Regions from separate parts of the Zea mays genome. Here region 2 is linked to region 1. A link is a contact called in public Hi-C data. All regions are on one chromosome and are shown on one strand. The core of a region is the stretch at or near the end of the contact, and the rest is flanking DNA. Distances in the headings are between cores, read along the strand shown.

The links. A called contact is a pair of places that touch in the nucleus more often than the background predicts.
Region 2: a contact with region 1 is called in a Hi-C map of leaf, with 4 times the contacts expected there. The contact joins the promoter of LOC100194273 here to the promoter of LOC542105 in region 1. A contact is called at or near these places in 4 of 25 Hi-C or Micro-C datasets (ear, endosperm, leaf and 1 more).

Annotation. Positions count from the first base shown.
Region 1 is chr7:160,762,136-160,768,578 of Zm-B73-REFERENCE-NAM-5.0, forward strand. LOC542105 (GCK-like kinase MIK) reads right to left here and starts at 3,850. Exons shown (of 20, transcript NM_001111738.1): 1 at 3,756-3,850; 2 at 1,196-1,252; 3 at 962-989; 4 at 683-805; 5 at 402-513. The coding sequence starts at 3,850.
Region 2 is chr7:160,974,027-160,980,011 of Zm-B73-REFERENCE-NAM-5.0, forward strand. It overlaps LOC100194273 (Mitotic checkpoint serine/threonine-protein kinase BUB1), which reads left to right and starts at 3,318. Exons shown (of 12, transcript NM_001139312.1): 1 at 3,318-3,594. The coding sequence starts at 3,470.

The DNA of each region.
Region 1 (6,443 bases), core at 2,600-5,099:
TTAAATGAAATGACGTGCAGTTCTCCTGCGTGGTTCAAGAAAAAAACACCACTTGTCTCTGCAGTTACTACTCAATTGAAAGACTTGAGTTTCACCAATTAGCTAAACATCAAGAGATTACAAAGACCAAATGGAAAGAGCCATTGAGACATATATAATACATTTTGCAACAAGAGATTACATCCAGATCGTGATAAGGCAAGTCAAGCTGGAAAAATTATCCATTACCACCTAAAGTAAGCCAAGCTTATTTGAAGATTTATTCCAATTTATATCCTCATAAGAAAGATTGATGAGGTTTGGATAGTTCAATTACTACTGGGTCAGTAATTGTTCCAAATAGTCGCGGACATTCACAAGAAACATCTGGATAAGAAAGGGAAAGGGGGGAGGAGTAAAACCTTTAATATCACGGTGAATTTTTCCTTCGGAATGTAGATACTCAATTGCGTGTAACAAGTCCCTCAGAATGCATGCAATAGACATTTCATCCAGAGGAGGACCAGCTTGAAGCTGCACATGGAATGATGGAAATGAACGAACAACATCAATTATCATCAAGTAGTTTATAATGGTGTTTGACAGGTGATGATGGAATGGTCAATGGAGCACTAACTTCACAGTTATCTGCATTGTATTAAACATTATAAGGATCAATTGAGAAAGGATATACAAAACATACAAGATCAGCAACAGAACCACCAGCCATGTATTCCATTACTATCCACAATTTAGTCTGGTGAAGATAAGAGCCGTAATAATCGGTAATATATGGGCACCGGCATTGTGACAAAACAGATATCTCCTGCAACAGGAAATAAAGCCTTTAGGAACTTGCATATCGACCAAGTAAGTTTTTTTTTACCATGAAAACTGTAGGGGACGCCCCTACAGTATCGACCGGGTAAGTTGATCTATGACAGCCTAGCATACAATATAGAGCACAAGGAGAAACCACAACCTTTTGGATGTCTTCAATGTCATCCTCACTGCAATGGAAACGGTTCAAAATGAATTAACAGCTTGGCTAAATTCTTGGCGGAAGAAATCCAGAGAAAACAGAATGTAGAATGAGAAGGTGTTCCAATTATTCAAGTGTTTTCCGAGGGAAAATTAGCGACAGTGCAAAACAAAAGAAAACAACAACTAATATGTTAAAAATAAGAAGTTGTGGTAAAATTCATAAGGGACTCACGCTTCTTCCAAATCAATGACTTTTATAGCAACCTCTTTATTCAGTTCCTTGTCAAACCTACAAAAAGATAACACAGGACTTTGAGTAAGCAATGAGATTCAACATAAAACATGAGGCAACAGAAATAATATGAAGTACAACTCATGGGAAATTTTAAGTGAAGCAAATGTCTACTGATGAGGGAAATAAAGAAATCAGGCAAATATAATGTCATCCTCCATGTAGACAACATGCCCATTAGAATAGAATGTTCTTGTATTTCAAGCTACGCCATATCAGATCAGGGCCCAGTTGTTCTATAATAGAGGAAGACCTTAACTAACTCTGGTTAAAGATAGGATAGAATTGTTACTAGCCTTGAATTGACAAGAGGCAACCTGTCCATATGGACTGTATAGAGTATATATAGAGGTCAACAGGCCTTAGATGGGATGGGCCTAATGGGCCTTCACACACACCCTCAAACTCAAGGAGGAAGTGGAGGATTTAAGGCGTTGAGTTTGATCAAGTGTAAGTGATGTTATGCTCTGGTTTGTGCTTTAGTGAAGAAATCAGTCAATTGAGATTCTGAAGGCACATATTGAAGATCAATAGTCTTCTGATGACAATGAGACCGGGTGAAAGATGCATCAACACCAATATGTTTAGTAAGTTCATGCTTCATAGGATCATGAGAAATCTGTATAGCAAGCATGTTATCACATAAAAAGGTGTAGGAGTGTTGCAAGAGACACCAAGATCAGTCAATAGCCATCGCAACCAAATAATTTCAGCAGTAGTAGTGGCAAGAGGACGAAGTTCTGCTTTAGTAATAGATCGAGAGATGGCTACTTGCTTCTTGGATTTTCATGCAATAGGAGAGGATCCAAGAAGAATACAGTAACATGTAATAAAACGTCATTAGGGTATGTATACAAGCTAAATATTCTATCCATGGGTCTCTTATTGAACAAAAGCCTTCACCCAGTAGGTAAATGGGTATTCCAATGTTCCGCCCTCACCCATACCCGTTAACCCATGGGTATAAAATACCCAGTATAAAAGCGTGAACTTGGGCTTCGATCATCCATCTATTTGACTATTTAACAAACTTTTTGGTGGTAATGTCATAGAAGGCTTAACAACTATTTGATGACCATATAATGAAACATGTAATGTGTTATGTGGTACTATCCTAGTGTTGCTACTTTATCCAATTATCCATGGTGTTGTTGAGTGGATGATTAAATGATGCTCGAAACTTTGTAATGGTATTTAGATTGATATACTTGATGTTTGTATAATGTATTATTTTGATAGATGTTTAATTTTTATGGGTACGGGTGACACGACAGGTGACCCATACCCACATGGGTATGGGTATGGGAGTAAATCCATACCCACCAGCGGATATGGGTGACTCGACGGGGTTATTTTTTTGTTGCGGGTATGGGTATGGGATAGTAATATATTTACCCATTGTCATCTCTAATAATATAGGAAGACCTTAACCGACTCTGATTAAAGATAGGATAGAATCAGATTGATAGCAGAGTTAGAATTAGAGTCGGTTAAAGAGGTGTTTGGTTCCCCTGACTAAAGTTTAGTTCGTATCACATCGGATATTTGAATGCCAATTACGAATATTAAATATAGTTTAATTACAAAACTAATTATGCAGATAAAGACTAAACTGTGAGACAAATTTATTAAGCATAATTAATTCATGATTAGCAAATGTTTATTGTAGCATCACATAGGTAAATCATGGACTAATTAGGCTTCATAAGTTCGTCTTATCGTTTAGTCCCCATCTGTGTAATTAGTTTTGTAGCTAGAATACATTTAGTACTTTAACTAAATCTAAACAACCGATGTGACAGGACTAAAATTCAGTCACCTGGATCCAAACATCCCACCCCCTAAGGTAGTTGTACCCGAGTTGAACTCTCTGTCATGTTGTAATCCTGATATTCTGCCCTATACATACTCAGATCCTCTCGGCCTAATAGGTTTTTTTGCAATGTCAACTTCTATGTGCATTATATGTTAAGTAAAAACAGGTATTTTGGGAAATGATACAAGTACATAGCAGAACTTTTCATTTCACGTACTGATGATTGTTTCTAGTCCAAAGGGAAGACCCTTTTACATAGAAGTAGCATATGAAAGTTGTCTGGGTTGTGAATTACAAAAAAAAAATCCCCGATTGACACGCTGACACAGCTTGTTCCCAACGCCCAAATCCCACACTGAGCAAACAAACTGCGTCATTTCCCTTTAGATCCCGATGAACTCCACCAATGGCACGGAACTAACTCGGACATGCAGATGGATAGCATCACAGACGCTACCAAGCTGGCCGCTCGATCAACTATCTACCAACACTCGACGCACGAATTACCCGCTGGACCCAGCCCCAGCGCCCGAATCCGCAATGCCGCTCGACCCGAAGCTAAATTAACGGCTAAATCAAGCGTGGCCGCCGCCTGCCGTGCATGAGCTCAAAATCCGCGCGAAGGCAACGAGAGGGAAAGGAAATTTAGGGACTGCCGAACGGGAGTGGGGGCGTCATCCGTACCCTTTATAGACGTCGCCGAAGGAACCGCAGCCGATGAGGTCGCGGCTGCTGAACCGCGCCTCGATGGCGGCCGCCATCGATGCCGAGTCCGACATCCTTCGTTACCCCTAGATCCGGCCGCGGCCGCCGCCGTGCTAGGATATTAGAGATCAGGAATCGTTGCTGCGTTCGCTCGCCGTCTTCCTCCCGCCTCTAGGGTTTGGATTAGGGCGGCGTTCGTCTCGCGCTACACGCTGCTTCCGGTACCGCTCATTTCGAGAGGTCGCGAGATTTGTCGTTGGTCCCTGGTTCGTGTCTGTTCGGCCGGGAGGTGGAGATGGTGGGGCCGCGTCGGAGGGGCTGGAGATGGGGGTAGGGAGGTCAGGACTCGTGTTTGAATGCTAGTAGATAGGGTATGTTTGGTTCGAGAACCTGGTTGTGGACAATTTAAGTATCGTATAGATTATGTGGAGAAAAAGATAGAAAGTTTCATAGTCTTTATGATCTAGAAAAAAAGTGGATTCCTTCTATTATGACTACTCGATCAATTGTGTATTCGCACTGATTTTGAACGGTTTTCACCAAATGTTTCGGTGACAATTAATGAGCAAGAAAGGATGAAAGTGATTCCTTATGCTTCGGCTATAGGTTCCATCATGTATGCAGTGCTATATACACACTCAGATGTCTTGTATGTTGTAAGTGGTACGAGCAGGTATCAATCAAACTATGATGAAGCTCACTCTACAGCTATAAAGAACATCCTTGAGTATTTAAGAACTAAGGATGTGTTCTTAGTGTTTGGTGGTGAGAAAAAACTCATTGTAACTGATTACACTGATACTAGCTTCTATATAGACGTAGATGATTCTAGATCGCAATCCGGTTTTGTTTTCTGTGTCAATGGTGGAACGGTGAGTTGGAGGAGTTACAAACAAGATACAGTAGTAGATTCGACGCGGAAGCTGAGTATATTGCAGCTTTAGAAGCTGCAAAAGAGGTTGTTTGGATCAGAAAATTTGTTTTTTATTGGGTGTTGTTCATAGTGCGCCCAGCTCAGTGGATCTCTATTGTGATAATAGTGGAACCATTGCACGGGCTAACGAGCCTAGATCACACCAAAAGACCAAACATATATTAAGTCGATGTCACCTCATTCGCGAGATCACTGGACGAGGTGATATAAATATTTGCAATGTGGATTAAATGTTGCAGATCCATTGACGAAACCTCTTTCATAAGTAAATTGTGAGGCACACATAAGATCAATGGGTATAAGGTGCTTACATCAGTTATTTTAGTGTGAATGTGTGAGAGGCTTATGTCATGACTATGTCTATGTACTATTGAATAAAGTATTGTTTAATAACTAACATTTAGATCGATTATCAAGTATGTGACTTGTTCGTAAAACTCTTTGTTGATTATGGTGTTATTCTACATAATCCATATTCCATATCGTTGTATGAAATAATGAGTATGCACAGAGTAGCACATGTATTAATTAAATGTTTTACGGATCATGGATATAGATATATCAGATTAATAATGTGGACACATGTTAATGAACATGGTGTTAGATTGACCCACCCCGAAACACTGATGGGATTGTTGTTTTGCATGTGCCATCAGTTATTTTCGAGTTGTACACCTATAGATCGTCATTGTTTCTCACTATGTGTGGTTATGTGTTTTGGGACTTCCAATCGCTACACCGTATCTGGGTAGTTATAAAAGGAATCTTCATATGTACCATAAAGCACGGAACAGAATAAGAGTGGATCAAAATGGGATTTGCCCCTCTTAGATAATAGGAGAGATGTCTGTGGAGGCCCCAAGATAGTTGGATTGGAAAGTGCATGGCCATGCCAATATGATTAAAGAGTTCATCACAATGACTAAATGTTAGTCATGAATTGTGTTGGGGACTTGTTCTCAAATGCTATGAATCAAGAACAAGGCAACATAAAATGTTAAATGTCAAAGCCCTTCGTCCTTCGGGTCATTATTTCCCTTCGGATATAATGAATCTAGGACGAAGGTTATGAAAAACATGCCTTCATGACCATGATGAGAGATGAAGAACATTCATACAAAGTACAGAAAGTAATATAATCTTTTGTTAAACATTATTATTAATCTATTTCCATTTATCTTATTTGTACAAATAATATTAGATTACAAATGTACCTTCGGCTTGAAGGAGTGAAAATACAAGTGTGACGCCAAAAGCGAATGCCTAGTCAGCGTGAACAGTACGGGAGTACTGTTCATCTATTTCTAGGCACGGGACGCAGCCCATGTAAAATTACATTAGTGCCCTTTATATTTATCAACAACTCTACAGTAATTCTTCAGGGTCTGATTCGGCTTTTCATCTTTAAGTCGGTTCCCCTTTTCTACTGTCATGCCAAAGCTTATCTGCGCATAGCTTCGTAATAATCTTTTCCTTCGTCACAATTGCCTTCCGTCCCACTCAAGCTTCGTCTTGACCATAATCTTATATACTCGTAATCCAATTCCGAAGATACCTGCTCACACATCACTTGGAAAACATTGTTAAATCATGTTTTTGAGGACCTTCGGAAGCCGAAGGCCCCCAACAGTAGCCCCTCGCAGTATTAATTTGTTGTACTGATAAATTCATATTGCGATATGGACGAAGGCCTTAAGCCGAAGGTCCGAAAAACACCTTCCCTTTGCTAGAAT
Region 2 (5,985 bases), core at 2,068-4,567, 210 kb after region 1:
GCTGAGTACGTTGATGTGTACTCACCCTTGCTCTACACACCAATCCCCCCCAGGTTGTCCGCATTGCAGCCACTGCTCAGGAGAAGATGAAGCCGTGGAAGAAGACTTCCAGGAGTTCCAAGACTACGACGAGTTCTAGGCATGGGTTAGCGGCAACCCCCAGTCGGCTGCCCATGAAGGCCGCGTTTATATACGTTTCTTTTCCGCACTTTGATGATTTGTAAAGACTATGTGGATGTCTCAGACATATGATGTAATCGACTACTATTTCCCTTTTTAATACTATTTGAGCACTGTGTGATGATGTCCATGTTATGTAACTGCTGTGTACGTGAATCGCTGATCCTGGCACGTACATGGTTCGCATTCGGTTTGCCTTCTAAAACCGGGTGTGACACGAAGAGAACAAACAATTCCATTTTATGCATTGCTGGCATCAACTGAAGGGGGAACCTAAATGGGAGCATCTGTCAAGGAACTTCATTCCGAGGATTACATGCAAAATCAATTGGATCTTCTAGTACTCCATTAGTTGGTGGACATGAATCTAATAGTGGTTCTGCTGGTTTGACAAGAAAACGGCCCTGTGGTCATGATTCTAGTAAATCTGAGAGAAAGAAAGGTATGTCATCCTCATCGACGGAATACTTAAGCCGTTTGCAAGATTTAACTGAAAAACAAATTCAGCGCTGCATAGAAAAGGGTGAAAAGAAAGAAAAGTGCACTGAACAAGACAGGGAACTAGAGAAAAAGAGGTTGGAATTGGAAGCAAAAAAGTTAAGCATTCGTGAAAGGGAATTGAAACTTGAAGAACTCCAATCGCCCAAACAACAATTGCAGATGCTACAGTCAACTAGTGAAGAGGTAGTGGATCCTGAAGTTTGGACTATGATGAAGGAGCAGAAAAAACGCTTGCAGCAGTTCATATTTAGTTTTCAATAAATGTACTGTTGTGTGACATGTCGTAGTACTGGTGCCGAAAACTATTTGAGAATTTTTATCTAATTTCATTGTGTTATTTGTTTTCGAAAACATTATAAATTTGTTGTAACCATAAGTCTTGCATGACATGTTGGTTCTATGTTATGTTGTAACGTGTGTACTACATAATAATTAAGTCGGCTGTGGAAACACCTAGGATTATTATTTGTTGCATTGTTATCTTGTGGTTTACTTGGTAAAAATTAGGTTGTACATAATGAATTGTAATGACTTTGTCCCTGAACAGACGACATAGGGTAGGAAATTGTAGAATTAAATTATTTATTTGAAGAACCATAACAACGACATGACAGAGGACCTTACAATTATTCAATTGAAGTTCGAAATACGTAGTTATGAAATGAAAAGTTCACATGCTTCCACGTCGAGCCCACAAATGCTCCACAAGATCATTTTGTAGTGAGCACGACCTGTCTTGGCGACGAAGATCAAAGTGATTGATCACCCATTCCGCCCGTCCTTCTTGAATTAGTTGAGATGGTTCAATGCCTGAAGTGTTTTCTCCGAAATCTATATTAGCAGCAAACTGCCCTTTGTCTTCGACAATCATGTTGTGCATGATGATGCATGCTGTTATTATCTCCGTTAAACGATTACGATCCCAACCGTACATTGGACCACGCAGCATCGCCCACCGGGCTTGAAGAACTCCAAATGCGCACTCAATATCCTTTCGGTAACTTTACTGCATTTGTGTGAAATAGACTTTCTTTTCCTCATATGGGTGTCTGATTGCTTTTACAAAAGTTGGCCAGTTGGGGTAAATGCCATCAGCAAGGTAATATCCGAAGTTGTAAGCATGACCATTTATTGTGTAATTCACTAGTGGCATTCGACCGGTTGTCATGGGGTCAAATACTGGTGATCGGTGAAGCACATTTACGTCATTGTTTGTCCCAGGCATGCCAAAAAATGCATGCCAAATTCAAAGATCATACATTGCTACCGCTTCGAGTACCATCGAAGGTCTACCATTTCTGCAACAAAACTGACCACGCCATGCCGTAGGACAGTTCCTCCACTCCTAATGCATGCAATCTATGGAACCCAACATTCCAGGAAAACCCCTAGCCTCGCTATTGTGCATGATGTGTGCTATGTCAGCTTGATTAGGAGTTCGTAGATACCACCCACTAAAATATGCAATGATTGCGCGACAAAAATGATGAAGGCATTCCCTAGCGGTTGACTCCCCAATTTGAATGTACTCGTCTACCGCATCAGTAGGTAACCCATAACCAAGTATCCGCATTGCCGCACATACTTTTTGTAGGGGCCCGAGTCCTAGCATGCCTGTTGCGTCCACCCGTTGCGTAAAGTAACTATCCTGCTGTTGCAGTCCTTCCATAATGCGGATGAACAACGGCCTACTCATGCCGAACCTATAAAATTTAATAGGTTCATTGTGAATACAATGATAATGTCATAACATATTACAATAATTTGAAGTGCGTACCTTCTACGAAACACGTGGGTGGATACACTGGGTTCGGGCCGAAGTAGTGATGCTGGATGAGATTTTCTCCAGCAAAATGATCCCTGTGAATGATGCGGCGAGGTATACCGGAACATCGTCGGAGATGGCGTTTAGCCTCAATGTTGAGGGTAAGAAGATTGACAAGCAAAAGTGTGTCGTCCTCACTATCACTCGAATCGGAATCATCTTCCCTATGCCAGTGAGACATACCGAACAATGGCTAACTTGCTGGAGTTGTGTTCGTTGTGGCTACATATGCGAAGAGAAAGTATGCATATATATAGGCGAGATCAATGTGGCTTCAGGGGAAAGCTCGTGGCTTTCGTTGGAAGCCAACCGTGGCTTCCTGCGTACGAATGGTCGGTGTCTGCTTCCAACGTAAGCTTGGTTCAATTTTTTACATCGCAATGTTTCTCAATAATTATGACGACGCACAATTGTGAAGTTTTGTATGCAATTTCGAAATAAATTTTAACTCAAATGTTTGTTTTGTATATTATGCATAATTTGTAAAAAAATAAATATATTTTTTTTATAAATTTATAACATCGCAACATGCCGGACGTGTGAAAAGGAAAAAAGGAAAAAGAAAATGAATTTGGTTATGTTAGTTATATGGAAATGTATATTTAATGAGTAGAGGGATATATATATGAGAATTTTTAGGGAGAATAGTTGCGGGATAAGTGAATATAGGAGAGTGAATCTTGCTGACGTGACTATATAGTAACATTTAGGGGAAAAAATTTAAAGGACACTACTGCATACAGTCTAAAGTAGTAGGGGAAATATTTGGGTCCTGACGAGTGGGCACTGGCCACTTAGCTGCGGGGCGATTCTTTTTCAAATTTTTTGGGTGCCAAATATTTGCCCTCCAGTGCTGTCCACGGCTCAGCCTCACACACGCGCGAGAGCAAATTGCAGAGCTGCTCGTCGCCGGCGATCGCCGCAGGGTTCGTCCGAGAGGGGAGAGGCTCTCTGTATCGGGGCATGGTGATCCTGGACCGCACTCCGGCCGCGGCGCAGGGGGCCGCCTGTAGCCCGCTCCCGAAGTCGCCTAGGTTTTCGTGGGAGGTGGCCTCGCCGCCCTCGGACCCCATCCTCCCGTACCTCAGGTAATCTCGAATCTACCTCGAGATATGCCTCTGTTACTTGGATTCATTTAGCGTGTGCGAATCCGTGTGGGAGCTCGCTTAGTGCACGGGTGCGGTGCGTCCGTGCGTGTGCTTGTGCGTGTCTGAAGGTTCCGCCGTTTGATTGAATGTAAAGCATGTGCAATTTGGACGTTTAGTTTAGCTTGCGCGGCTCTACCTCCGCGATTCAGGGTCTGGTTACTCATGCCTACCAGTACCCCTGTGGGATTGAACTGGGATGCACTAGTATATGTTGATTTCTTATTCAAATTCTTGCGAGGCTGCCATGTGTGAGACCTTGATTTCGGTCTTAATTAGGCTGCTTATAGGTCTGATTTTCCTCTTCTAAAAATCCATGTACATAATGGAATGAGCTTAGACATGTGTTTGGGTCAAGGATAACCAAACCGTTTTTGGAGAAAACTGCTACCCACGGGTAATGGGTAAACCGGTGAAAACCGACAAAATCAACCGGTTTGCCCATGTCAAATTTGAACAAATTCAAAATGGTTTTACGGCGAAAAACCGGCGGTAAACCACCCAATGCCGCTGGTAAACCACCCATATGAATCATTTTTTTGTTTTCAGGGAAAAATGGAAAATTTTGGCAGAGTTCATTTGTAATTTGCTCAATTCACGTTGCATAGTAAATACTAACTGACTCACACAACATATGTTCACCAAAATGATATTCAACATACATATGCAACCACAAACTTCAATTCTCATGCAACAAACAACCATCGGATGGCACAATACTCAAATACAATTATACAAGTTCTTTTAGAGTTCTCCCACGAGGCCACGATACATATGTCTACTTGTTTCACAATACTCTTTATTCAGCTCGAGTCATAGTATTCAGGCATGTTGGAAGGATCCTGGTATGGGCCCATTCCGTATACGTAGTCCTATACAATGATATGAGATACATTAGCGATAAAACAAGAACGATAAATAAATACCTATTGTCGAAGCAAAAATAACACACCGATCTGCTTGTAGTTACATATACATGCATCTCGACAACAACATAGAATGGTCGAAACGGGTACCACCCCCTATGTGCGAGATGTCCCTCTTCTTCCCCCTTCGATTTGATGATCTTTTTTATGTGCGAGATGCTCCTTCAAACGTGTACCACCCCCTCCGCTCTTAGTTTCTCTACAATATTTTCTCTTGAAACCCGTGCTAACCTTCTCTCCATGCTCCTAGACAATGTCCGACATGCCTCCTATAAATAAGAAGACATAATATCATGTAACAAGAGTAGAATAAAAACATATAACTTGTAGCAAATGGCATATTAACATAAAACATCGAAACATATTTACTAACAAAAACATAAACCATCTGACAATAACTAAATATTAACATGACACAAGCAAATGAGTTAGGTCTTAGCATAGAACTATGTATTAACACGAACAAATGGACCTACACACTACACATATATTAACAATACTAACATATATATAACTAAATACTAACATATATAACTATATATTAATAGTACTAATATATAACTAGTAGGCTACAATACACCTAACTTTTGATGATGTAAAAAAAATCTAAAACCCTAAACATCACAAAACCAAATCTGGGCACTAAATGATTAAACTAGAACTCAATCATGTCATTAAATCCGGTTTTCCGGTGAAAACAGGCGGTGTCGGGTGTGGTAATTAGGCGTACTCAGATTACACCCCTAAAACACACTTAACCACTAAAAACACCATCAAGGTACGAAGGATCGTAAGCCGCGCTTCGCCCAAGGCCCCCCTCAGGGGTCTCCACAGACTCCGCCTCGCCCGAGCCTGTCCTCGGACGGGGTGTGTTCTCGAGAGAATCCTCGTCCCGGTCGAGGTCCCCTCACCCCAGAACGACAGTCTCCGCCTCGCCCGAGCCCACCTCGGGTAAGGGAGACAAAACCCAGGGCGAGACTCAGCTGAAGTCTGCCGGGGACAACAACATTCAATGCGCATACCTAACCCACATAGGGCTGCAGGTGTGCAGGAGTAACAAGACCACAGTCTAGTCAAAGATTCACCAACTATGATTACGCATGCGACCACTGTTCCTGTACGCCGTCTGCCAACTCCTGACGGGACATACAATACGACAAGGGTACAGGCTAGCCCTCGGGCGTAAACTTCGTTTCGCCCGAAGTAGAACTCGGCCTCGGGATAAACTCGGCTCGCTCGAGCCCGGTCTCGGCTACCTACTCCCCATGAACCCCGCAGGAGGCCACTCCTTCAACTGTGGCACACGTTTTCGAATCTCAGAATGGGCTCAGTCGCGATCTCGGACGGACTACCACCTCGCCCGAGCTCGGCTCTGACCTCGATATCTGCAACGGGAAGGCGCCCAACG